Linked DNA regions of Capra hircus: region 1 is linked to region 2. Evidence: chromatin contacts called from public Hi-C data. All regions are on one chromosome and are shown on one strand. Each heading gives the region's core, a stretch centred on a gene start, on an enhancer-like site or on the middle of the called end of the contact. The rest is flanking DNA. Distances are from core to core; before and after follow the strand shown.

What was found. Hi-C and Micro-C count contacts between places; a contact is called where the count stands out from the background.
Region 1: a Hi-C map of blood shows a contact between it and region 2, with 4 times the contacts expected there. The contact joins the promoter of IKZF3 here to the enhancer-like site in region 2. A contact is called at or near these places in 2 of 5 Hi-C or Micro-C datasets (both in blood).

Annotation. Positions count from the first base shown.
Region 1 is chr19:39,852,507-39,858,326 of ARS1.2, reverse strand. It overlaps IKZF3 (zinc finger protein Aiolos), which reads left to right and starts at 2,744. Exons shown (of 8, transcript XM_005693758.3): 1 at 2,744-2,986. The coding sequence starts at 2,980.
Region 2 is chr19:39,759,042-39,765,178 of ARS1.2, reverse strand. It overlaps a transcript of IKZF3 not described here. Among named protein-coding and RNA genes, the nearest start is that of GRB7, 17 kb to the right of the region's middle. Within about 2 kb of position 4,163, at least 4 of the 5 cell types and tissues checked have an H3K27ac peak or open chromatin away from gene starts, as enhancers often do.

The DNA of each region.
Region 1 (5,820 bases), core at 1,495-3,994, 95 kb before region 2:
CAGGGTGCAGAATGATTACTTGGGGTGAGATCAAGAGTTTTCAGTTTTATTTCCTTTGAGCCGAGTCAGTACTTGGACTATCTCAGATGGTCCAGGAGCAGCCTTTGTCAGTGATTTCAGTTTTAGTCACTGTTAATGTTACTACATAGCATAAACCATGAAATGTGATTCGGTGAGTCAGATCCACCCTTGTCAGTTACCGTGTCTAGATTCATGGTTTAGTCTCAACTGTTCCCTTCTTAAAGTAATGATAATAAAGACAAATTTAGGCATTATCTCTGATTCCCTGGAAGTTTATCATTAAACCCACAGCGTTTTATTAGCTTCCCAGTTATAAGTAATTGATCCTTGTAAACCCTCTGTGATCAACCTTGAATACTATAAGAAGAGACTTAACCAAATGAGTAGTGATTTGTTCAAAGAATCCATCTACTGTTTTAAAACTAACTTTTAATTTTAGAATAGTTTTACATTTACAGAAAAATTGTGAAGATAGTACCGAGTTCTCATGTATGCCCACCTATTTCCTTACAATTAACATCTTACATTTGTTATGATACCTTTCTCACAAGTAATGACCAAACTGATACCTTATTAAATAAAGTCCATACTTGATTCAGATTTCCTTAGTTTCTACCTAATGGCCTTTTTCTGCTCCAGGATCCCAGTCAGGATCCCTTGTTACATTTAGTCATCAAGTCTCCTTAGCGGTGACAGTTATTCAGACATTTCTTGGTTTTGATGACCTTGACAGTTAATGGGTTTTGAGATGACATTGACTTGATCTGAACTGGTCAGGCTCTTTGCAGAATGCCTCTAGGTTAGACTGGAGCTTAACCAGTCTAAGTTAACCCTCTAGGTTAGGGTTTATGGATGGAAGGCTATGGAGGTGAAGTACCATATTCAAGTATATATCAAGGGCACATACTGTCACATGCCTTATATCATTGTTGTTGTTAACTTGATCACCTGCCTGAGGTAGTATTTGTCTGGTTTCTGTCATATAAAGTTACTCTCTTTCCTATACCTTTCCATACTGTAATCTTTGGAAGGATGTCACTATGTGAATACCATTCTTTAAAAAAAAAAAAAAAAAAACAAACCTTTTTTGGGGGGTGGGGTGCTTTGTGTGGCTTGTGGGATCTCAGTTCCCTGACCAGGGATTAAACCCAGGCCATGGCAGTGAAAGCCCGGAATCCTAATCACTAGGCCACTAGAAACACCCAAAAGTGTATTGCACACTTTAAGGAGTGGGGATTTATGCTCTACCTCCTTGAGGGTGAAATAGCTGCATCAATTATTTTACCCACTTACTTTTAATCTATCCCCTTAAGTATCACGTTTTTGAGTCTGAAATACTCAATACTGAGCTAATTATTCACAGAGTAGTAACACATGCCATTGATAAGTATAAAGAACATTGTAATGGAAGCTAAACACCTTCTAAAACTTTTAATAACCAAATAACTATTCATCCTTACACCATCCCTGTGAAATTTTACAGTTCCTCTTCTGCTACTTTTGATGTGCTATTTTTGCCTTTAGAAACTAACAAACAACAAATTTCCCCTTTCGATACTAAAATTAGACCTAGTGTTTAGAGTATTTCTCCGAAATTGTTATTATCCTGTAGAACTCCATCCCATGCACGTTATAGAGATGTTGTCATGGTGCCATAATCGTAAAACAAAGCCATTACAAGTTATTAACTCATTTAAAAATTATGTACCTATATCTATATATATGTCTCCTATACCAAGGCGTATTTAAAATAAACTAAAATTCGTAAAATTACAATATGTATTCTTTAACTGGATAAGAATGGGTTTACTCTGGTGTGGACTTCTGATGCGTAAACTCCCAACCTTAAGTCTCAAATATACTTGTATATACCAACCACATACGTTTCTAACAAAGGCAAAATGGTCTTTTTGAGAATCATTTACATGTTTAACATACTGGGTAACTTCAACTTCAGTGTGAAGAAAAATTCTGTTGTTTAAAAATTATATGTTCACCTCCCCTTCCCTCTCCCTATAGTCAAATGTGTGCTTCATCTCTATAATGTGGGAAGGATGTTGGGAAAAGATGTTCACTCTGTGTACAACTAACGTTTTACTGTCTTTAGTGTATCTTCCCCTTCCCACCCCAATCTCTTAGTACTGATGCCTTATATATGTATTTTTGTAAGCTGTCTCAGATCCTATTAGGAAGAAGGTAAGGTAGTAGAAAATAAACACACATAAATACAATGTGTAGTGTTTTGTGAGTGGTGGGAAATAAACCAAGCAGTTTCCAAAAGGGAAAATAAAGTGAGAATATTGCTTCCAAAATTGAAAAAGTTGAGTTGATGAAAGTGCCAACACTCTTTGGAACTGTCTTAGAACCTCCTGAAAACTTGGACCAAGAACTTTTATTATGTGAGATGAAAAGTTGAGGAAGAAGAACATATTACATTTAATAGAGTGCTCATTGATGGTATTTATGGCTATCATCCCTGAATCTAGATCAAAAGTTCCAGATTTTGCTCAAGACAAACCTCTTTGAACTTAGACTTGCAAGAAAGCAATCCAGATCCTCCCTCCCGCCGTGTGATATTACTCTCTTCTCCATTATCCTTCTAAAATACACATTTGGAGACAATTTACTGTCTTGCCATTTCCTTCCTATTGGGGTTCTCGGCTTTGACATTCAAAAGGCGGCTGGAGGCGCAGTAGATACCTTGGCGGTGAGCGTCCTTTAAAGCCGCCGCCAGCCAGCGCCGCTGTAACCCCGCGCACAGTCCGGTCGCCGGCTCCTGCCCCTTTCAATCTGCGCCGACGCGGCGCCCGGATCCCGGGGACTCCCCGCGCTGGGAATCTCCCGACAGCTGCGCGCTGCGAATCTCCCGCCAGCTGCACGCTGCGTCCCGGCGAAGGCAGGAGCACGTGGAGCGGCTGGGTAGCCAGAGCGGCAGCTCCAGCCCAGCCCGGCGGCGAGATGGAAGGTGAGCCTCCAGCCTGCTTCTTTTCTACGGGGTCTTTGATGCTCAACCGGTGCACGCAGCAGAGAGAGTTCCTTCTGAATCTCGGTTTTGCTTCTATTTATTTCTTTTGTCAAAAGTAAATAGGCATTTCAGAGGGCAAAGCGTGTCGGTTTTCATACATCTCTCATTTGCTACCTCTCCCCTACCCCCAACCTAACTTTGGACAGTGATAATTTCTCCGCAGTTTTACCTCTTAGGGGTTGTCAGGGGTCAACTCTGATTCTGCAGAGGAGGAGTACTTACGGGGTGTCCCTGAAATGGCAGCAAACCTAAGGTGGAAATAACATCCTTTTGCATGATTTTTTCGCCCATGGCTTCAATGTCCGTTGGAATTGGGCTAACCTGAGTGACTTCTTTAGGATGAAAGGTGACTTTTTTTACCCCCAAGGGTAAATGCTGTCATATGGGAAGGTAAATTTTTAAGTAATGGCATTTGTGCTTCCCTTGGTACTCAGTCTTCTAATGATAACATTTACTCAAAGCAAAAAATTAAGTTCACATGAAAAGTTTCATTTGAATTAATTTTGAAAGTTATTAAACTATCCTCACTTCCCCCCAAATTTTCAGTATTATTGGGATATATATACTTCCTTGGGATAACTAAAATTTCACAGTGTTATTTTAAACTTTTCAACAGTTTTCTCCACAAGTGTTTCTAAAACCTTGAAAATGGCAGGTGCATCTCAAGTTGGAGGAGAAAATCAGAAAATAGAAAATCAAAATTTGTGAGAAACGTATTCATTCTATTAGTAAATGAGACACTGACACCTAATTAAAATGTTAACTTGATAAATAATTATCAATAGCTTGGATATTTTCTTCATAATGATTGAAGGCTCTCTTATTGCCAGTATACCTTGATCTTTGGCTGCTTTAGGTCTAGGATCTATGAAGTTATTAAAACTTGATTGAATATGTCAGGACACAAAGTAAATTTTGTTTCATGTATAATTGAGCACAGTACTGTGATTGTAAATCTTTAATTTACACATGGGTATGTTTATAATTTTAAACTGACTTGGCACTTATACGTGTTTTTTTTTTTCCTCTAAGTAGAGCGCCAACTGATAAGTCAGTGCACAGTACATATTTAGTATTCTGTAAAAAAAAAATTTTAATGATCATTATTGAAAAATATTTTGAGGGTTTTCTCTTATGAAAAACTTTTTGCTTTAAATCAAGGTTTAAAAGTAAATCTAAAAATTTATACTTTGAATATTTGAACAATGGTTTATGATGTGTAATTCTTATCATGTAAAGATTTCATTGACCAAGAACGGGAAAAAATTAGGTTGTTGTACAGCAGAAAAAATAATAAAAAAAACAACTCAGGCTTTAATTATTTCAAATGAATTCCTGAGTTTATTTTTGTGAAGTGATAGATCAATACTCCAAAACTATTTTTTCCTAGTCTTAGTCATTATCATTTCATTCTCAAGAATAACATATGAATTAGTGTAAGATAGTGGAAACTGGAATGTTTCTCTATAAATGTTAATGCCCCTGAATTCATTTATTTAATGTGAAATAAATTATTAACTAAATAGCATAATTCAGGATATTAAAGCCCTAACTGACTTTTTGATAAGCTGAATAAAAAGGGAATGAAAACTTGTGTAGAATTTTATTTGGAATGTACAGGCTATAAATGGAAAGAGAATACAGAATTGAATCACTAGGTGAGTTTAGATGAGTAGATTATATTCATAATCTGTGGAGATAGATGTTACATGGTATGCTTGATGCTAAGATTTCACACTTAAAAACTAAGATTAACAGAAGGGTTAGTGATGTGAATTTGTCTATTCTAACATCACGTCCTTGAGGATCAGAGTATTTGGTGTAATAAAATATCTGGTTTATTATAGCTACTCAAGATTGGCTAATCTGGTCTATGTGTTTGATATTTAAAGTACTTTTATATTATTTTGATATTTTGGTCCCAGTTTAGAATTTGACCTATAGTGTATACCTGTCATATCTTGGCACTGTAAGCAAGTAGAGTACTTGATGAAGTACTTTTATTTTCTGCCTAATTTGGGGACCAGATTAATATGCTATGGTTTATTGTGAAATGTGAAACTATATAGTCAGTATTTCTTCAACATATAAAATCTTTTTTAAAAGTTATTTATTTTTTCACTCATCACCAGACATTTATTGAGAATTTCTGTGTGTGAAGATGTCAGATGAAATAAGCTTTTGAAATAGAAAGTTTGTCATGTAAAGATGAAGAGTTAATGCATGTAATAAATCGAGAACTAGAATTATTTCTTTTCTCCCAATTTGTCATCCTGAATATTTTCTACACAGAGATTCTTTATGTTACTGAATTTTGTTATTTGTGCTATAATAATATCTCTTCTATCTGATAGTTGAGAAATGGGTAGTTCACAAATACGAATTTTATAGATATTGGCGTATTTCTTATTTAATATAAAACTTTTGGGATTTCCCTGGTGGTCTGGTGGTTAAGAATCCCACTTCCAATGCAGGCAATGCAGGTTCGATCCCAGGTCTGGGAATGAAGATCCCACATGCCATGAGAAAAGCCCATGTGCCACAGCTGAGACCCAATGCAGCTAAATAAATAAATATTTTTAAAAACCTTTTTTATTTCAACATTATTGGGAAGAAATCTTTCTAAGAGTATTTGTTACACAGACCCCTTATAAGTGAGGTCCACAAGAGAAAACTTTATCTTAGGGACCCAGACTCAGTATTCTGAGCATCAGGTTATATATCGTTCTGTAGTATATTCTCATGGGGTTTTGAACTGTGCAGAGCTGAATCCC
Region 2 (6,137 bases), core at 2,914-5,413:
CAATGGGTATGAACCACACGGTACAGAAACATCATGACTTTGCTGTCAGATAAGTAGACTGGCTTTGCTCCCTCACCATCTTATGAGCCTTCCACCATTAATTCTCCCAGCGATTTAGTTCCCTCAAGTGGTCCTCACCATCCATCTCTCCATCAGTCCCACTCTAGAAAGCCCAAGAGCAGTCCCACGATGTCACCACCTTCTCCCAAGCCCAAGTCACGCGTCTGTGGGGCCTACTTCATTTTCTGTATGTGGGGGCAGCTTTGCTTCTTCCTCTCCTAAGAAGACTGAGAATAGAACTTTTGACATGTTAGGAAAATGGGGCAGCCTTAAAAATGACTGATCCCATTGCCAGTGACTCATTTACACAAGGACTTTTCCAGGTTAGCAGACAAGGCCCTTTTCAGTGGGCCTGCTTCTGTGGGTTCACAGAAACCAAATTACTGTGGGTTGCAAAGAATTAGCAGGTCATTTGAAAAGCAGACATCCCTTTACCCAGACTGTGGTTTTGCATGCTCAAGTTCTCAGTCTGTAAGCTTTGGTGAGGGATCATTTTGGCTACTGGAAAAACCGTAGCTTATTTTTAATTTCTGGCTGCCAAAGCCACCACACGTGTGGTCTGTGGATGACCCTTGTCTGCAGAATGACGGGGTGGAGGAGGGGGCAGAGAAGGGAACGGGGTTTGGGGCTCAGGGTTGCCTTCCCACCAGGAGTGAGGGAGGGAAACCTTGCTGAGTGGTTTTGACGCAGCCTGAGCTCTCAGCACTCTGGTCTGGGTTTCTCAGAAATGCCCTCCCTGCCCAGCAGTGACCTTCCCTCTTACCTGGAGTCCGACCCCTTGGAGCACTGTAGTGCCCTACTCCTCTGTAAAGACTGTACAGGTTCAGCTTTTGAAATGTAGCAATGCTCACTTTGCCAGAACCCTAATGAGTGCATTCCCGCCTTGAAAACAACCCTGCTGATAGTTTTCAAAGTTTCTTTATTATGTTTGATTTTTACATTGAAAAATGAAATAAAAAATACTGGTGTGTTTAATCATCGTGCATGCCTGTCATTTGTTGTTGCTGTTGTTGGAAAATGGAATTCCTTCTGCCCCTAGGAGTATTTTCTTAATTTAGCTCCTCTGGCTCTTTCTTAAAGTTCAGATACTTAGATAAGCAGAATTATCACTGAACTAAAACATCCTGCCTGATGCCTTGCTGAGCCTGCCGTTGGTGTCCTACTCCTGGCCCCGTGTCCCCATGGTGGGACTCTGGGTCCGCTGGCCCTTAGTTCACTAAGGGGACCTGAGGAGGTTGGGGGCCTGGATATGGCAAACACGACACACTGGGCATGGTGTCTCCCAGTTTCAAGACACCACTCCACCCTCCCTTCCCAGCAGGGATCCTTCCTAAAGGATAGGCAACTCCTGACTTTTCCATCTCTGGGGTCTCAGAAACATCCACGCTGGGAAACTCAACTTGCAGTTGAACTCAGCCACCATATTGAGATGTAGTCTGTAGATACTTGGAGGCCCAAACTGGGTGCCTGTGGGGGTAACTCCTAGGAGAGTGGTGCTGGGATCACGTGGCTCTCTTCCTGTCTTGATAGCCTCTATTCTCTCTCAGAAAAGAATCTGAGAGCTGGTCTGGCCTTCTGCTCAGCCGCACCCAGAGCACCTTTCCCTTCCCCTGGGGAAGAGGTGGGAGGAAGACACTGTTGAAGTTCAGGACTAGCTAACATGGGGCCAGGTTGGTGGCAGCTTTCACGGCTCTGAGTTCAGCACCATCTCCCTCCCTTCAATACCACCAGACTGTCCTGAGGCTCTCCAGCTGGTTTTCCAATCTCAACACTAAGGCCAGGGAGGGAGGAACGGCTTGGCAGCCTGCCCGTGTTTGGGAGCATTGAATACATTTAAAAATGGCCACTCGGTAGCCTTGGAGAGGATGATCTGTGGCTTTCCCCATCCTAACTCCCTTCCCAAAGCTGAAGCAGCTCAGGAAGAAGAGGAAAGGGAGGCAGGGAGACTCCTCTTTGGCTGAGGAGCCAGCTCAGCAGCTGACTGGGCTGGGGTTGGGGCTGAATGGACTTTCTTCCAGGCTGAGGATAGCTTCCTTTACTAATTCTCAGGAACTGAGTGGATGCTTTAGAGGCAGCAGGGTGGGCCTGGCCTTGGAGGCCACCCCACACCTGCACCCTCCCCCTCCCCCATCTCTCCACACAACCAGGCCATTCACCCTGACTGCTCACTGCTGCGGTGCAAACCTCCACCTGCAGGCAACTGCCACCCCAGGGCAGGCAGAGGGCCAAGGACCTGGCTTCCTGGCCTTCCTCCCATCCCCTGGAATCCAGAGTCTGAGGAAGAGTTGGGGGCAAAGGGTGAGAGTCCTGGGAAGGCCAGGCCAGCGGAGGGCTGGCAGAGGAGCTCCTGCAGGACACACAAGGTCACAGGACACACAAGGTCAGGCTGCAGAGCATTCCCAGTCAGACAGTTGTTTGCATAAAAGCCAAAAGCCACTGCACCTGGGGTGGGGAGGCCCTCTGGGGAGGTGCTCCCTGGCTTGAGGGGAGAGGGGGAAGGAAGGTGTCATGGAAAGTCCCTGAAGGACACGGGGTGTTGAATTTGCTGCGGTTTTGTTTTTAACTCTGTCTTGACCTGTGAAGTAGGCAGCTGCCTCCCTTCCCCCCAAATAACAGACCTTCCCCCAGAATAACTGAACATACCCAAGGAAAGAGCCTGCAGTGGAAAGAATGGGGTTAGAGGGCCTGCGGGTGATGTCAAGCGTCCCCCTTCCCCAGGACTGAGGGGGCAGGGAGCCCCAGAGCAGCTTTTCCCATCACCTCGCCTTTCCCCTCAACCCCCGAGTGCCCCCCCACCCCCCCCCACCCGGCCCCAAAGGGCTGCCTAGTCAAATAAACCACAGCCCTGGGGGCGGCGGCTGGTGGATGGGAAGTAGAGTGTGGGGTGGGGGACAGATGCTGCCTCCTTCCCCAGGCTCATCCTTCCTGGGGTTCCAGCCCCACGCCACCCCCACTGGAATCACATCCTCAGCACCTCCACCTCCCTCTCCTTGCAAACTGTGTGCGAGCGCCCGCGATGGGGGAAAGCAGGAGAAAGCAGGCCGAGTCACTGAATCCAGCAGAGCCCTGAAGTCTCCAAAAAACAAACGCTGGCCTCACTGATTCCAGCTGAGTGTCCGGACTCCTGGGTTGCAACCTCAGCCCTGCCGCTCTCTGGGTCACTCTGGGCGCTTTGGTTTCTCTCTCTGCGCCTAGATTCCACCCCTACCCTACCCCGCCCGGAGTCAGGGGTTTCTGAAGTTCTTTCCAACAGACTCAGCCTGCCCTCAACCTCACTGCTCTAGCCAGGGCTTTCCCATTGTCCAGAAACAAGAATAGGAGAGAAAGAGGGTTTTGTGGGCTCTTCCTTCTCTCCCCCAAAACTCAGGCACTGGGAGGGAGGTGGGGCGCTGGAGTCAGGAGACTGGAGGCCTAAGATGTTCCCAAGTGGTCACAGGAACCCGTTCTATAAAATTCCAACCCTGGCCCACAAGCTGGGGGTGGGGTGGGGACAGGGCAGTGGATGGTGGGAGGCTCGGAATATGAGCAGAGAGGTTGGGTCTGAATCTCGGCCCTGCCAGCGCCGTCCTCTCTCAGGACCTTCTCTTAAATCTTCGTGGACCCTGACACCAGATTCCCGAGTTGGGGTTTCCTGGGAGAGGACAGCGAAGGCCGGGGTGGGGGCAGGGGGAAGGAGTGCGGTGCGAGGTGGGAGCTGAGGGGGGTGTGAGGGGAGGGGCAACTGCACTTCTGAGAAACAGCTCGGCGTCTCAGCAGCCCGCAGCCTAACCCCCTGCCTGCGGCTTCACAGCTCGCTCCTCCTGCCGCCCACGCCGCTCGGGGCCTCTCCGGGGGTCGGCAGCCCCGGCGGAGGCGGCGGCTGCTGGGGAGGAGCCGTGGCTCCGGGGACAGCGGAGTGGAACCCGTGGGGCGGGGTGGAAAATGGAGGAAGGCGTGGGTCGCGTGACACCCCAGAAGCAAAAACCCATCCTTTACTCGGGGTCCTGAGCCCTGGACCTCGGCGAGCCGTGTGTTCCCCCCCTCCTCCCCCAGCCCAGGTACTCTCCCATCACACCCCGAGCAGGATCCAGAAGTGAAACTGCTCAGGGTCACAGCCCAGCGCCGCCGCTGCGCCCCGCCCCGCCCTTCCGGGCACTGCAGCCTTGCAGGATCTCCCAGTGCTCGGGCGACTGCAGGGGAGGAAACTGGGGGAGGGGAAAGGGAAGTGCCCCGCGGGGCAGTCTGCAAAGCGAGACCGTCTCTCCTGGGGGTGCCCGCTCGTAACAACGAGTGGGAACCTCGAGAGGCGCGGACTTAACAACTGCAGCCGAGGGACAGGCGCCTGCACTTCCCGCTACCGCCACTGGGTGTCACTGCAGCCGCACGGCTGAGCCGGCTCGGAGCCGTCGGGAGGACCCGCCGCGGGTCCCAGGAAGCGGGAAGACCCGAGCCTGCCGCGCCCGCGGGGTCCTGCCTGGCCTTCGCCCCTAGAGGCCCCGTGGTGTTTGGATGCGGTGTTCAGACCTCCCTCCACCCACTCGATCTCTCAAGGCCTTCACCCAGCCCACCGACGCTCCACGAAGAGCAAACTAATAATCCCCTTGCTCCGCGACGGATGGGTTCATTGCTGGGGCGCGGCGCGAGCCTCCTGCTGCTGGCCCGGGGATCGAAGGCGCATCTTCGACGGCTTCGGCGGGGCCCGGTGAGCTGAAAGTCAGCCCTCCCCAACCCAGCGGGCCCCCTGGCAAGGCGGGCCGGCCTTTCCGCCGCAGAGGCGGAGGTGGCTCTCTGGAGCCAGACGCCCGCAGTTCCGCGAGGGCTCGGCCCGTCTGGCGCCAGAGATCGAGAAGAGGCAGGGGAGAGGGGAGAAGGAAGGGCGGGCAGTGGGTGCAGATCATGTGTTGCGGAGCCAGAGCTACTGCCGATGGGTCCCCGGATGACTCCTTCTCACCCAGCCCCCACTTCCCACGCCTAGCTCATCCCTTGGATGTTTGGGACAGACCAGCTTGGGAGAAGGTAACCAAAAGGTGGGAACCTGTATGGGACTGATCTGAACGGTGTAAGAGGGCTGTGGGTGGGCCAAGGCTGGGAGAGAGGAGGTAGGCTGGAATCTTTTGGAAAACTGAGATAGGAATGCCCACTTCTACTCTGCTGTGGATCTAACTCAGGACACCAGTTGGGCACTAGATGCAGAGGAACATGTCCATTGGCTGCAGGTTTGTGGGGTGCAGGTGGCCCGTTCTTTCCGTGCCTACAGCTTCCCCTCAAACTCCAAGGTCACAGGGCCCAGCTCCACTACGGGGACCCTAAAGGGATCCATGAGGTGGAAGGAGTAGCATTGACCTCCCACTCTCCCTCAGTCTCCCCCAAACCACCTCAAGATAAACCCAATCCAAGTAAAAACAAACTGCTTACCATGAAAACACAGTTTCCGATTAACGGCCCTCTAGGTGCCCAGCAAAGAAAAACTGGCCCCTTCAGTGGGACAGACCTGGGCTTGTAAGAGGACGCTAGAGGCCATCACAGCTCGACCCATATGCAGGTGCATTTCAGGCTTCATTAGGGCCTGGTACAGCACAACACGTCTCAGCCCAAGTGGTACCCCCACTTCCCAACACCCCTTCCTGTATAAAGATCCTGGGGGCCAGCCTCAGCCCCCAGGATCACCCACTCCCCTGAGGCCCTAGATTCCAGTCTTCAACACCCAACTTCCCTAAGATCCAGTTCCTCCTTCTCCTCCCCCAGGTCCCCACCCCAGCTGGAAGCTCTGTGGGAAGAGACTACTGCACACCTCATACCCAAGCCCCAGAGCTGAGGTTCTTCCCCTGACCCCTCATCCCACCCCTCACCCCACCCTACTGCTGGGCGAGTTGGACCAATCTCTGACCTCTCTGGGTCCTCTTTTCTGCCTGCCAGACCAGATCAATGGTTCAGTCTTGAAAACTCTTTTTCTAAATACACCGTGATGCCAAACTTCCAGATAAAAAGACAGTGCTCCCCCCCAAAGCTCCCCAGCCTGCCCCCAAACCCCTACTGGAACCCTTGGATTCCCAGAAACTGTTAGAAAAGTGCTCATGTAGCTGGTTCAGAAGAAAGGA